Regions from separate parts of the Mus musculus genome. Here regions 2, 3 and 4 are each linked to region 1. Evidence: chromatin contacts called from public HiChIP or PLAC-seq, Micro-C and promoter capture Hi-C data. All regions are on one chromosome and are shown on one strand. The core of a region is the stretch at or near the end of the contact, and the rest is flanking DNA. Distances in the headings are between cores, read along the strand shown. Region 1 holds the start of Cavin1 (caveolae associated 1). Region 2 holds the start of Hap1 (huntingtin-associated protein 1). Region 3 overlaps Jup (junction plakoglobin). Region 4 overlaps Klhl10 (kelch-like 10).

Region 1 (3,054 bases), core at 257-2,756:
GTTTCTCTGTGTAGTCCTGGCTATCCTGAATCTCACTATGTAGACTAGGCTGGCCTCGAACTCAGAGATCTGCCTGCCTCTGCTTCCCAATGGCTGGGACTAAAGGCGTGCGTCGCCACTCTCGCCTGAGGGTCTCTCTTCTTTAACCTCAAGTGAGAAAACCAATTGGTGTGTTGGGGGATTGCTGTTTTATTCAGAGGTCCCTAAAGTTCTATACCCTATATGGCAATCTGCTCCACACGTTGGTGAATTGATTGATTAGATCGACGACCCTCGAGTCTCCACAGAGCAGCGTTTAACTTAAGGAGGGTGGGCACCAGACTAGAAGTGACCTTTTGCCGAGAACCCATCCAGGCGGGGAACCCCAAGCCTGGTTTCCTAATCAGGGAAAAGGTTTTCAGTATCTCTGTGGGAAAGGGAATTGGGGTGGCTCCAGGGATTGCTGAGGGCCTGTGTCTAGAGACACAGGGCAGCCTGTGTCTCTAGACGTCTGTGCTAAGGACTTTTCTGCGCCTGCTCAGAACTGCCAGCTCCTTGGTGTTCAGCACCATGAAGAAAACTGTTCGCTTCCCCATTCGGTAGTACCGCTATAGTTGCCCCAATTCCTGCCCCAGGGAAAGGTACTGAGTACCGGTGGAGTTCAGAGACCTGGAGCTAAGAACAGATGGCAACAGTAACCTGGAGTGAACCCTGGAGAGCCACCTGCCTCCTCTTGGCCTTCTTTTCTCTGCTAGGTAAAGAGATGGGGTTCCGTGATCTCCCTGAATGCTCACCTAATATCCGAGAACCCAAGGGAAGAACGAGTCCGACGCTCACATTCTTAGAATTAGCTAGATATCTGCTGGAGGGGGCCCTGGGAGAAGTGACCAAAAGCTTTTACTTTATAATTTACTTCTCGCCTTAATCATGCCCTGTCCTTACAATTCTAAGAGAAACCTAGAGGCCCTTTCTAGGCCGTCACCCTTTCTGTCATTTCATCTCTTCCCTCTCTCTCACTAACAACCCCACAAGATTTGGGGGACAGTGGTAACTCAGTGTATAGATAGACGATGGGGGCAGACCCCCAAATCTTTGAAAAAGATTGTATAGGGCAAGGATCCTCCAAGGACATGAGGCATAGACACAAACTACTCGTTTACACCCAATTCACGCGCCATTTGGACCTCAGCTTGATCTTAAAAGGCTGGAGTGGGTTTGTGGGTGAGGAAAGAGAAAGAGTAGAGCACACTCCGAAGACCTAATTCCTTTCCGCAGCTCACATTCCTCTGCCCCAGTCCCGCTGCCGCAGCCTCCACTGCCAAGGGGGGCCCTAGACTCCCGCTCCAACTATTCCAACCATCCTGAACAGGGTGGGGCGCCCAGCTCTTGGGTTCCCCTCTGCTGCCCCTCCGGGGTTGGTCTCCCCTCCTGCCCCGGTTCCTCCCTTTCTGGGGTGGGGCCAGCCAATGGCCGACGGGACTCCGGGTTTGGTCTAGGAGCCGGGCAACTCGCAGATTCCCCGCCCCACAGTTCTGGCTAGAGTCCCGGTGCGCACGGACGTGGCTCGAGTTTCCTCCGCTCTGGGCTCCTGCTCGCTGTCCAGTCTCTCGCTCCTCCTTCTCTCCCGGTCTCCCGCTCCAGTTCCACCCGGTCGGCCCCGCACGGCTCCGGGAAGCCATGGAGGATGTCACGCTCCATATCGTTGAGCGGCCGTATTCCGGATTTCCCGATGCTTCCTCAGAGGGCCCGGAGCCCACCCAAGGGGAGGCGCGGGCCACGGAGGAGCCGTCGGGGACCGGCTCCGACGAGCTGATCAAGTCGGACCAGGTGAACGGTGTGCTGGTGCTGAGCCTTCTGGATAAAATCATCGGCGCCGTTGACCAGATCCAGCTGACCCAAGCCCAGCTGGAGGAGCGACAGGCGGAGATGGAGGGCGCTGTGCAGAGCATCCAGGGAGAGCTGAGCAAGCTGGGCAAGGCGCACGCCACCACGAGCAACACCGTGAGCAAGTTGCTGGAGAAGGTGCGCAAGGTCAGCGTCAACGTGAAGACCGTGCGCGGCAGCCTGGAGCGCCAGGCCGGCCAGATAAAGAAACTGGAGGTCAACGAGGCGGAGCTGCTGAGGCGCCGCAACTTCAAAGTCATGATCTACCAGGTGAGCCCGCGGGGCGGACCGCGCCCAGAGCTGGGGTCCCGGCCTGGGATCCGGGTGGGGACACCCGGCCGAGGCTCGTCTCTCCGCCAGCCCGGCCTGGTGAGAGCGGTCAGGAGCTCCTCCCCCCTTCCTGTGAACCCAGTTGGAGTGGGGTTTAGGGAGTGGCAAACTCTTGGGGCTCACAGAGGGGCGCACCCTGCGCCTTCCTCTCCAGGCTCCTCCCCACGGTCTCTAACTCCTATCGGAAAAGTTAGCGGGCTAGACTTGGGAACGCTGAATGCTCCCAGCTTGTCTCTGTCAAACGCCTTTCCACTTGGAGGAAGTTTTTTTTTTGGTGGGGCGGAGAGAGGGAAAAGGGAGGGAATGCCCGAGGTCTCTGGTGGTCTCTGTATGCCCCTCTGTAAGCAGACACTAAAGGTGGGGCCCGGGACCTGGGGCCTCCGGCGCTGCGGGCCCGATATAGCGGGTGATTCAGGGCTCAGGCACGCAGTGGCGGGGGCGCCATGCAAGGGACACGATCGTCAGCCCCCCACACCCTATCCCCGCGCCCCCGCACCAACCTCGGCTACCCACGCATGTCCCTAGGCCGCGATCTGCCCCTGGCCTCCAGGCACTTTCAGTTCCCAAGGGTCTTGCAGTGCGCGGGCGCCCTTGGCGCCTGCTGGGAGCGGGTGGGGCAGGTAGGGTGGGCGTTAGGAGTGTAAGTGGGGCGGGTGGAGGTGGCGGTCTGGGCGCAGTGAATCACCCCACCCCCGCATGATTGCGGGGGCCATGTCCCGAGCTGTGAAGGTGCTGGTGGGTGGAGGCTGCCGCACTCCACGGGCTCCACCCGTTGCATTCTTTGCACCTTTCTGGGTTCCTCCAGCCTGGATATAACTGTGATATCTTAACCCCTAAAGCATCTGAGAGTCAGTGCAGTGC
Region 2 (3,054 bases), core at 297-2,796, 610 kb after region 1:
GATGGCTCAGTGGGTGAGAACATAGGCTGCTCTTTCAGGGTTCTGCTCCCAGTTCACAGCCATCTGTAATTCCAGGTCCAGGGGATCCGATGCCCTCTTCTGGCCTCTGTGGAAAACAGGCATGGTAGTGGTGCCCAGATATACAAGCAAGCAAAACACTCATATGCACAAATAAAACTGTATGTCTGTGTGTGTGTATACATACATACATACATACATACATGTGTGTGCGCATGTGTAAACTGTCTCGGTCTGCGTGTAAACATAAAGGCTTGTGTTTGGATCCCTAGCATCCACATGAAGGTCTGGTATGGTGGCACCTGTCTGTAAACCCCGGGGCTGAGGGGTAGGGTGGAGTTAAGTGGATGTCTTGGGGAATCGCTGGCCAGACAGTCTAGTCAAAGTGCTGAACTCCAGATTCAGTGAGGAACCTTGTCTCAAAAAATAAGGTGGCAAGGGACGGACAACAACTGATGTTGACATGGACACCTTCATACACCAGATATAAAAAATAAATAAATAAATATTTTAAAAAACGTAAAGTCAATAGCCTTGTCCACTGGAGGATGGTGGAGAATGGAGAACATCAAGAACGATTTTGAGACTTGAGTCCATGAGTCATCCATCTCCCTTTAGCCTGTCTCCCAGTCTAAAAGCACAGAAATGGCTACTGCCCTCCCTAGCTCCCACCCCTTAAACCAGTTCATTCAGGACTGAGAGCCAGCTTCCAAAGTAGCCATTTTTCTGGGGAGCATACGTCCGTCCATGAGCTGAAGAGCACGGGTAAAGTCGTGGAGACCGACATCGATCAGTTCAGACCCTGGGATAACGGATGTTTTGGTGTGTGTGTGTGTGTGTGTGTGTGTGTGTGTGTGTGTGTGTACACGGGGATCTTGAAGAGTCGTCACAGCGAAACATTTAAGCAGGATCCCCTCCGAAGATGTTCTTTTTGGAATGTTTGAAGAACAGAACAGGTGCTTGCTTGGACTGTAGGGCTTGAGAATTAGGGTTGGAAATAAAGAACGAGTGAACGCACTAAGATGGAAGACGTCCAGGGGCGAGCGCGAGAGTGAGAGGGACCTGTGGATGACACGCAACACGTTGAAAGCCATACCGGAGTTTGGATTTCTCGCTTAGTCTACCTGGGAAGGCACAGGCGTACTGCCTCGATTCTCAGGTCACCTCGGTCTGTACACAATGTTGGGTAGGGCAACACAGAAAGCCCCTGGAAGCTGGGGTGGCGGGAGCGCGCGCGGGGGGCTGAAGGGGGGGTTGTTTCTAGGCAGAAGCTACGGGTCCCTCTACTCAAGTCCAGGGAAGCGGCGGCTTTGGACAGAACCATTCTCAGAAGATGGAAGGGAAGAGAAATCCATCACCGTGGACTCGACCCCACGGAATAAGCTAGGCACTAGTTCATCTCTTTCTTTCTTCTTCTTTTATTTACTTCCTATCTCGTCACCACTGGCTGCTTTCTTGCAGGATCCTGAGTCCTCGGCACCACTAACTGATCAACGGTCACCCCTAGCGCCACGCGTGGTACAGCCCAGTGGAGCCCGCTCCGAGCACAGGTTATAAAGCCCCGGCTGCGGCAGCGGACTGCGGAGTCAAGATGCGCCCGAAAGAGCAGGTGCAGAGCGGTGCGGGAGACGGGACAGGGTCGGGGGACCCAGCAGCAGGCACCCCCACGACCCAGCCTGCAGTTGGTCCCGCTCCGGAGCCCTCGGCGGAGCCCAAACCTGCTCCAGCGCAGGGAACCGGGTCCGGACAAAAATCAGGATCCCGAACCAAGACAGGAAGCTTTTGTCGGTCCATGATCATTGGTGATTCGGACGCACCATGGACCCGCTACGTATTCCAGGGGCCTTACGGTCCCCGGGCCACTGGCCTGGGCACTGGAAAGGCCGAGGGAATCTGGAAGACACCAGCCGCGTACATCGGCCGGAGGCCCGGCGTGTCCGGCCCTGAGCGTGCGGCGTTTATTCGAGAGCTGCAGGAAGGTAAACTGAGTCTCGGGGATCCCGCATTGGGCACTATTTGGGCATCTCCAGGTAGGAGGGGGTGCACCGACTCAGGCGCCCCGCCCCCTTGTGGCTCTTAGTTCCACCTTTCCACCACCCCCGCGAGACCACAGTCTGCGGTGCCGGTTTGGTTTCTCTTTCCCCATCTCCCCCCCCCCCTTTTCCGGTTTCCCGATTATTGTGGGTGCGTCAGGTCCAGAGCTCTCTCGCGCTCTCCGCCCGCCTCTTCGCGCCTGTTGCTGTGGCAGATCTGCGCACTCTCAGTGCCCCCTCCCCGTCTACCGCAGTGCCAGCAGAGGGGCGGGGGCTGCGGGTGCGCTTTGAGCCTGCGCTAGCCCGCAGGAACCAGCCTGCGTGGGTGGGTAGAGGTGTGTGTGTAGGGGAGCCTTTGACCACTACTTGTCCTCAGGGGGTCTGGGTCGTACTTTTCCGAAGCTGGAATGAAGAGGGAGGAGTGGGCGGGGCACTGGGCTTCTGTCCCTCCTCTTCTGGGCGGGGGCAATTTTAGGCTCAGGTGCCCGCTTCTGGGTGCTGAAGAAGTCTACTTGGCCCTCCTGTGACAAGCAACAGGTTTAGGATGGGTGACTGCATTTGTTTTTATGATCGAGGAGACTCCAGTGATGGCTAAGATGCCGATTGGGGGTGGGCATGATGAGCCCAGTATTTTCCCTGACTTCTTATCTCGAGGGGCCCAGAGACCCAGGGGTCTTGAGAGTCCAGTTCCTGAGCCCAGAGGATGGTTTTGCCTTTACAGCATCCAGGCCCCTCCTGAGAAAGCAGGAGTGGGGAGATCCGGAGCTGTGGAGAGGGTGTTAGGGCCAGATGGAGTGCAGTCTCACAATCTTTGTTGTGAGGGGTGTAGTGGTCTATGGGCAGCCTCGGCTCCTTTCCCTGACCCACTTGGGCCTTTCCTCCTGCAGCGTTGTGTCCTAATCCACCACCCACGAAGAAGATCACCGAAGATGATGTCAAAGTGATGTTGTATTTGCTGGAAGAGGTGGGTACCGCCTTCCTCACTCAGGCCAGCCCTCATTTT
Region 3 (3,054 bases), core at 211-2,710, 590 kb after region 1:
TATTTTGTTTTGGGGGGACAGGGTCTCACTCTATAGCTCTGATGGTCCTGGAGTTCTGTAGACCAGGCTGGCCTCGAACTCACAGAGATTCTTCTGCCTCTGCCTCCCGAGTACGGGGGATTGAAGGTGTTTGTCACCATTCCTGACTCTGGCTATTTTTTGAAACAAGGACCCTGAGATGTAACCCAGGCTGTCCTTAGACTTTCAATCCTCCTGCCTCAGGCTCCTGACTGCTGAGAATACTATAGACATGTCCCACCTTAGCAATCTAGTTCCTTTATTACTATTATTATTATTAAAAAAAAAAGTACAGTCTCAGGTATCCCAAGCTAACCTCAGATTGTAGCCAAGGTTCGCCTTGATCCTCCTGCCTCAGCCTCTCCCTACTTGCTGGGGTAAGTTCTGTGCCATCACACCCACTCTGTGCGGTGCTGGGTATCCAACCCTTTGTGTGTCCTAACTGAGCTAAAGCCCCAACCTTAGCTCTAGATTCCTTCAGTTCTGTGCCTACAGCCCCGCCCACAAGCCCCCAGTTCCGTTCCAGGAGTAGCCAGGATGCTCCTGACTCTGCGGTTGTTGCTGAAGTGGGACTCAGATTCAGAAGAGATGACAGGAAGGACAAAATACCTAAAGCCGGGGATCAGGGATCCTCCAGATGTTTAAGGACTACCCGCCCCTCCACTCATCACTGCCTCCTTTCTTGCCAGGCAACTATTGGCCTGATCCGGAACCTGGCTCTGTGCCCAGCCAACCATGCCCCTCTGCAGGAGGCCGCGGTCATTCCCCGCCTCGTCCAGCTGTTGGTCAAGGCCCACCAGGACGCCCAGCGCCATGTGGCTGCAGGCACCCAGCAGCCCTACACGGATGGTGTGAGGATGGAGGAGATCGTGGAAGGCTGCACCGGAGCCCTGCACATCCTCGCCCGGGATCCCATGAACCGCATGGAGATCTTCCGGCTCAACACCATTCCCCTGTTTGTCCAGGTGAGTCCGGTACAGATGGGCAGATCTGTCCCCAGGTGCTGCTGAGGGGTTTGGAATGTGTGGGCCAGGAGTAGTCTAGGTCTGTGTAGAGAAGGGTGGATAAGTGGCTTTCCGAACTTAGATCACGAGAGCCTTCTTGAAGTGCAGCCACATGCAGACATGAAGAGCATCTGCAGATTCAAGAAACAGGAAAGGGACAAACATGGAACCTAGGAGCCAGCGCCTCAGCACACCGGAGCTCATTAACACTGGGTCCTAACAGTGTGGTGCTCACAGAGTCAACAAGTGGCTCCCAGGTGGCTCATAAGCAGAATGCTCGGCCCAGGAATTTACAGAAATGAAATTTAGCTCCCAGTGAGAGGCCATTTTCCACTGTCAAATTGGCCAGCTTGAGGGTTGGATAAACTGAGCGTCTTGGGTCTCGCCTACTTGGGGGAAGGGCAGTCTGGGAGCTATCCTTTGGCCTGGAATTCAGATGGGACTCTCTCTTGGGGAAAATCATTTAGCATAACTGAACCGAGATAACTACTGCAGACACAGCTGTTAAAAACAAGCCCTTTGTCTAATGGTGAGGAAGTAGTTTTGAAGGAAACCACTGGGTGTGGTGGTACATGCTTCTCATTCCAGCTCTGAGGAGCGGAGGCAGGAGGATTAGCCATGCAAGACCAGCCTTGGATATACTCAGTGAGCTCAAGGCTAGCCTGGGTTATCTTTGACTTTAAAAATAATCTGGTGGCGCATGCCTTTAATCCCAGCACTTGGGAGGCAGAGACAGGTGGATTTCTGAGTTTGAGGCCAGCCTGGTCTACAGAGTGAGTTCCAGGACAGCCAGGGCTATACAGAGAAACCCTGAAAAACCAAAAAAAAAAAAAAAAATCTAAAGAATGGCAGTGTGTGATATTGCCCTGGGGAGGCTGAGACTGGGGCATTGAGAGACAGTTCTAGGGTAGCCTGGGCTAATAGCAAGACCTTATCTTTTAAACAAAATAGAAGAATGCTTTAATATGTCATACTGCCATGTGCAGTGAGGCCTCACAAATCATGGGATGCATTTGTTTTGCTTTGTGGCCCTGGGGATTGAGTCAGGGCCAAGCTCAGGGGCAAGAACTCTACCCCCAAGCTACATCCCCAGCCCAAGATTTTTTTTTTCCTTTGAAAATATTTTTTATCAGTTTTCAGAGTTAAGGTCTCATCCTGACCTACCTTCAGTGGAATGAACTCATAGGTTTGTAGGACAGACTTTGAACTAATACACAGGAACGTGCCTTATTCTACCATGGCAGGCAGAAATCAGCATTATTGGTGGGGCTGGGAGATGACTGCCAGTGGGGCTTTGCCGTGCATCCTCGAGGAGCTGAGATCAGATTCCCAGCACTCAGGTGCTGCAGCAGCTTTTAACCCGAGCAGCGTGGGAGGAGCGGAGACAGGAGGAGTGAGCCTTGCCAGACCTGGAGCTGCAGGTTCAGAGACAGACCCTGCCTGAAAAATTGAGACGCAACAGAAGGGAACATGTGACTCCAACCTCTGATCATCATACACAAGAACATACACTCAAGTGCACACGTGCCCCAAAACACAGTCACCACGATACACACATATAGAGACACATGCGAACATACCTATAGCGAGATTGGGCACACCTTTAATCCCAGCACTCAGGAGGCAGAGGCAGGTGCAACTCTGTGAGTTTCAGGCCAGCCTGGTCTACAAAGGGAATCCAGGACAGCCAGGGCTATTATACAGAGAAATACTGCCTGGAAAAACAAAAGCATATATGCATATACATAAACATACATATATATGGTATATATGTAGTATATTTATATATACTATACTATATACTATAGCATATACTATATATATGTAGTATATTTATATAATACACATAGTATATATTATACTACATATAGCATATATAGTATATACTATATATTATATTTTCTGTAGTATATTATATGCTATATATTTATATATGCAATATGCTCTAATATATAATTATATATAATATAAAATACATAATATATAATAAGACGGTGATAAAATGTACTGGTCATGTGCTGACATGTTAGCA
Region 4 (3,054 bases), core at 177-2,676, 510 kb after region 1:
GAAAAGATTCATGTATTTTGATTTTGGCTTTTTGGTCCCAGAGTTGTATTTTGGGACAGTCACCATTAAGTTGTTATTAGAGCCATCTTTGTGTTGTCTTTTCATTTCATGGCAGACAGTATGACTCCTAACTTGATTGAAACCACTGTCTTTTTGGCTCAGCAGGCAGCCTAGGCCCTGGCTGAATGAAGGGGTAAGTCCTTCCTTGCATGATGGTGTGCAGGTTTCCTGACTACCAACTTTCTAATTTTCATATGTGAATTCACGTGTGTGGCTTCACCACCATAACTTGCCTCCTAAATACTTTTAACTTGTTAGGAAGGAAAGAACCTAGACTTGCTTAAATCTGTTCAAGGCTGACATTCTGAAATTTTAAACGGACATAACAGCATTTGTAATAATAATCGTGCAGGTCTAATGTGGCTCTTTGGGAAAGAAATTTCTTTTATGAAAACAGTTTTTTTTAAAGCCAGCTTTTTAAAAGCTTATTCAAGTGAACCTTTGTTGTGTAGCTTTTGTTTTCTTAGCTGGAAAAAGATTTGATTACACCAAAAAGTAAGGGTGGTCCATTATTGTGAGTAAGGCTAACTTTCCACATTATAATGGGACCCTTCCTATCTTCCTTTCAAACTGAGAATGTCAGTCATGAACTTTTAAGCGGTCATCACTTGCAGCTGTTTGCATGATTAGTCTTGTGTATCCTGAGAGCTTTGCTTTTCTGTGCCAGTTCAAAATAACATTTTTGCTAAGAACATTTAAAATTAACTGATATCAGTTTTGTTTTGATTTACCTGGTTGTGTGTAGTATTTCCAGGACCAAAAATTTAAAACTCTCAGTCTAAAAAGCCAGAGAGAGCATTTCTGTGCTTTAATCCTGTCACAACTAGTAGACAGGTTCTTGTGCACACCTTCCCCTCTCTGACTGCAGCATGTGTGTGTTTGAAATAGTTCCTTCTCTGCTTCACGATTCTAGTGTCAACACTATAAGTAGACTGGAGCTGTGTTACATATTTTAGCTACACAGACTAATAAAATACACAGGACCTTGAACTAAACTTATGTGCAAAGGCCATATTAGTCACGTTTCGTGTCTTTGAACATGTATGGTGTTGTGAAACGAATATTCTTCTACACTAGAAAAATCCGGTGCTTCAACCTTAGAATATTTGAGCAGCAATTCAGTCTGTTCTTAGCCGTCAAACCTTTTGGCACAGCTCATCATCTGTTACTTTCTTGAGAAAAATCGATTTTGTTGTTTTACTTACAGCATATGTTCTGGTGATTGAAAACCAAACAGTTATGGAGGGTTGTAATACAACAATAGTATGTTTACAAAGTGGTCTTTTGCTGCAAGGACTTCACTTAGCCAAATTACTGCTCACTGCAACCCTCAGAGCTTCCCGCTTACTCTCTGACCCTTGCTAGGAGGGCGGGACCTTGAAGCACCTGTTAATCTTCCCCCTCCTGCTTCCTGCACTTGTGAAATTCAATGCTTGCTAGGTGTTTGAAGATTTTACCATCCGTGGGCTGGGGCTTGTTGTGTTACCTGTAAAATAAGTATTAGTTTATAAACAGTTTTTTTGGGCTAGTGGTACCCAGGCCCCTTTGCAAGATTTAATCTTGATTATCTCCTTTTATGTTAGAGGAGATATAGTATTTAGAACACTCTAAGATATGTTTTATGTTCCTGAAGCTATCTTGCTCATGTTTAAGATACTAATTGTTTAAATGTAAGTTTTCAATAAACGTATTTCTTTAGAGCTGCTTTGTACTGTGTGTTGAATGTAATCCCCTTCCTTACTCCCTCATTCATCCAACCCTTGCTTCCCTTAAGTTGAACATTTTCCAGTACTCTTACAAGTTTAAACACTGCATTTATTTAAAAAAAGAATTAATTCTTATTGCTTAGACTTTTTATTAGCTAAATGAAGAGGCTCATACAGGTAGGGTACTTGTCGAAGCGGAATACTTTACTTCATCTCGCAGTGCTAATCCCGTGAAGTTGTCCCGTCTAGCTGCATACTCCCCAACATTGGCTAGCCCTGGTACCACGCAGCAGCTCAGAGCACTGCGGTATATGCTCATGTCATGAGCGTCATACCACTCATCGGTCTTTTCATCATAGCACTCAACGTTAAAGGTGGTGGTAAAGCCATTAAAGCCACCCACCACAAACAAGAGGTCGTCCACTACCTCGATCCCAAAATTGCTACGAGGGTTAAACATAGTGGGGATCGTGCGCCAAGTATTAGCCACTGGGCTGTAGGCTTCTGCACTCCTCAGTCGATTGGCTCCATCAAAGCCACCCACCTGTGAAGAGCAAAAGAAACAAGGTTGACTGCTATCCACTGCTTCTGTTCACCGAGGAAGCCCTTCAAATGCTTGCCAGTGGTAGGCTATTAGAAGAATCTAAGGGTGCCACTTTATCATTGTACAATAAAAACTCACTGCGTATACATGTTCCCCGTAAGCAATTACACCTATTCCACTCCTCCTGCTCCTCATGGGTGCAATGACTGTCCATTGATTGCTCTCAGTGTTGTACACTTCTGCTGTAAACAGGCATTCGTTTCCGTTAAACCCACCACATATGTAGACCTGTGTGGAGAAAATTCAGGATTGCTAAATTATACAGGGGAGTAGACAGAAGACAGGTACAGGTCAGGGAATACTTTTTTGGGGGATTTCGAGACAGGGTTTCTCTGTATAGCCCTGGCTGTCCTGGAACTCTCTTTGTAGACCAGGCTGGCCTCGAACTCAGAAATCCGCCTGCCTCTGCCTCCCAAGTGCTGGGATTAAAGGCGTGTGCCACCACTGCCCGGACAGAGGATCACTTTTTAAAACATACATGTTTTGCCTTTATGCCTATCTATACAACCATATGCATGTCATGCCCTCAGAGGCCAGGAGATACTAGATTCCCTTGTGTCTTAGGGTTTTACTGCTGTGAACAGACACCATGTCCAAAACAATTCATATAAAGGACAACATTTAATTGGGGCTGGCTTACAGGTTGAGAGGTTCAATCCATTATCATCAAGGCAGGAAACACAG

The links. Promoter capture Hi-C pulls out the DNA fragments that hold promoters and counts their contacts. Hi-C and Micro-C count contacts between places; a contact is called where the count stands out from the background. HiChIP or PLAC-seq counts read pairs in DNA pulled down with a chosen protein or histone mark.
Region 2: an H3K4me3 HiChIP or PLAC-seq map of embryonic stem cells shows a contact between it and region 1, with 10 times the contacts expected there. The contact joins the promoter of Hap1 here to the promoter of Cavin1 in region 1. A contact is called at or near these places in 8 of 39 promoter capture datasets (cranial neural crest, embryonic stem cells, hippocampal neurons and 3 more), 3 of 15 datasets of contacts at CTCF or cohesin (embryonic stem cells, large pre-B cells and pro-B cells), 16 of 484 Hi-C or Micro-C datasets (B cells, CD4 T cells, CD8 T cells and 5 more), 8 of 115 datasets of contacts at active chromatin or transcription factors (embryonic hindbrain, embryonic midbrain, embryonic stem cells and 1 more) and 2 of 9 other capture datasets (embryonic stem cells and liver).
Region 3: a Micro-C map of embryonic stem cells shows a contact between it and region 1, with 3 times the contacts expected there. The contact joins the enhancer-like site here to the promoter of Cavin1 in region 1. A contact is called at or near these places in 6 of 39 promoter capture datasets (the C10 cell line, cranial neural crest, embryonic stem cells and 3 more), 4 of 484 Hi-C or Micro-C datasets (the G1E-ER4 cell line, embryonic stem cells and pre-B cells) and 1 of 115 datasets of contacts at active chromatin or transcription factors (pancreatic cancer cells).
Region 4: a contact with region 1 is called in a promoter capture Hi-C map of the C10 cell line, with 7 times the contacts expected there. The contact joins the enhancer-like site here to the promoter of Cavin1 in region 1. A contact is called at or near these places in 9 of 39 promoter capture datasets (the C10 cell line, cranial neural crest, hematopoietic stem and progenitor cells and 4 more), 1 of 115 datasets of contacts at active chromatin or transcription factors (pancreatic cancer cells) and 2 of 9 other capture datasets (embryonic stem cells and liver).

The regions. Positions count from the first base shown.
Region 1 is chr11:100,969,069-100,972,122 of GRCm38.p6, reverse strand. Cavin1 (caveolae associated 1) reads left to right here and starts at 1,506. Exons shown (of 2, transcript NM_008986.2): 1 at 1,506-2,133. The coding sequence starts at 1,657.
Region 2 is chr11:100,354,633-100,357,686 of GRCm38.p6, reverse strand. It overlaps Hap1 (huntingtin-associated protein 1), which reads left to right and starts at 1,546. Exons shown (of 13, transcript NM_177981.2): 1 at 1,546-1,997; 2 at 2,939-3,015. The coding sequence starts at 1,610.
Region 3 is chr11:100,374,652-100,377,705 of GRCm38.p6, reverse strand. Jup (junction plakoglobin) reads left to right here. Exons shown (of 14, transcript NM_010593.2): 9 at 708-983. Among named protein-coding and RNA genes, the nearest start is that of Hap1, 20 kb to the right of the region's middle. Within about 2 kb of position 1,460, at least 33 of the 459 cell types and tissues checked have an H3K27ac peak or open chromatin away from gene starts, as enhancers often do. A contact at or near this core is called in embryonic stem cells, where this site is marked.
Region 4 is chr11:100,455,828-100,458,881 of GRCm38.p6, reverse strand. It overlaps Klhl10 (kelch-like 10), which reads right to left. Exons shown (of 5, transcript NM_025727.3): 4 at 2,449-2,598; 5 at 1,858-2,310. The coding sequence ends at 1,936. It also overlaps a transcript of Klhl11 not described here. Among named protein-coding and RNA genes, the nearest start is that of Klhl11, 15 kb to the left of the region's middle. Within about 2 kb of position 1,426, at least 4 of the 459 cell types and tissues checked have an H3K27ac peak or open chromatin away from gene starts, as enhancers often do.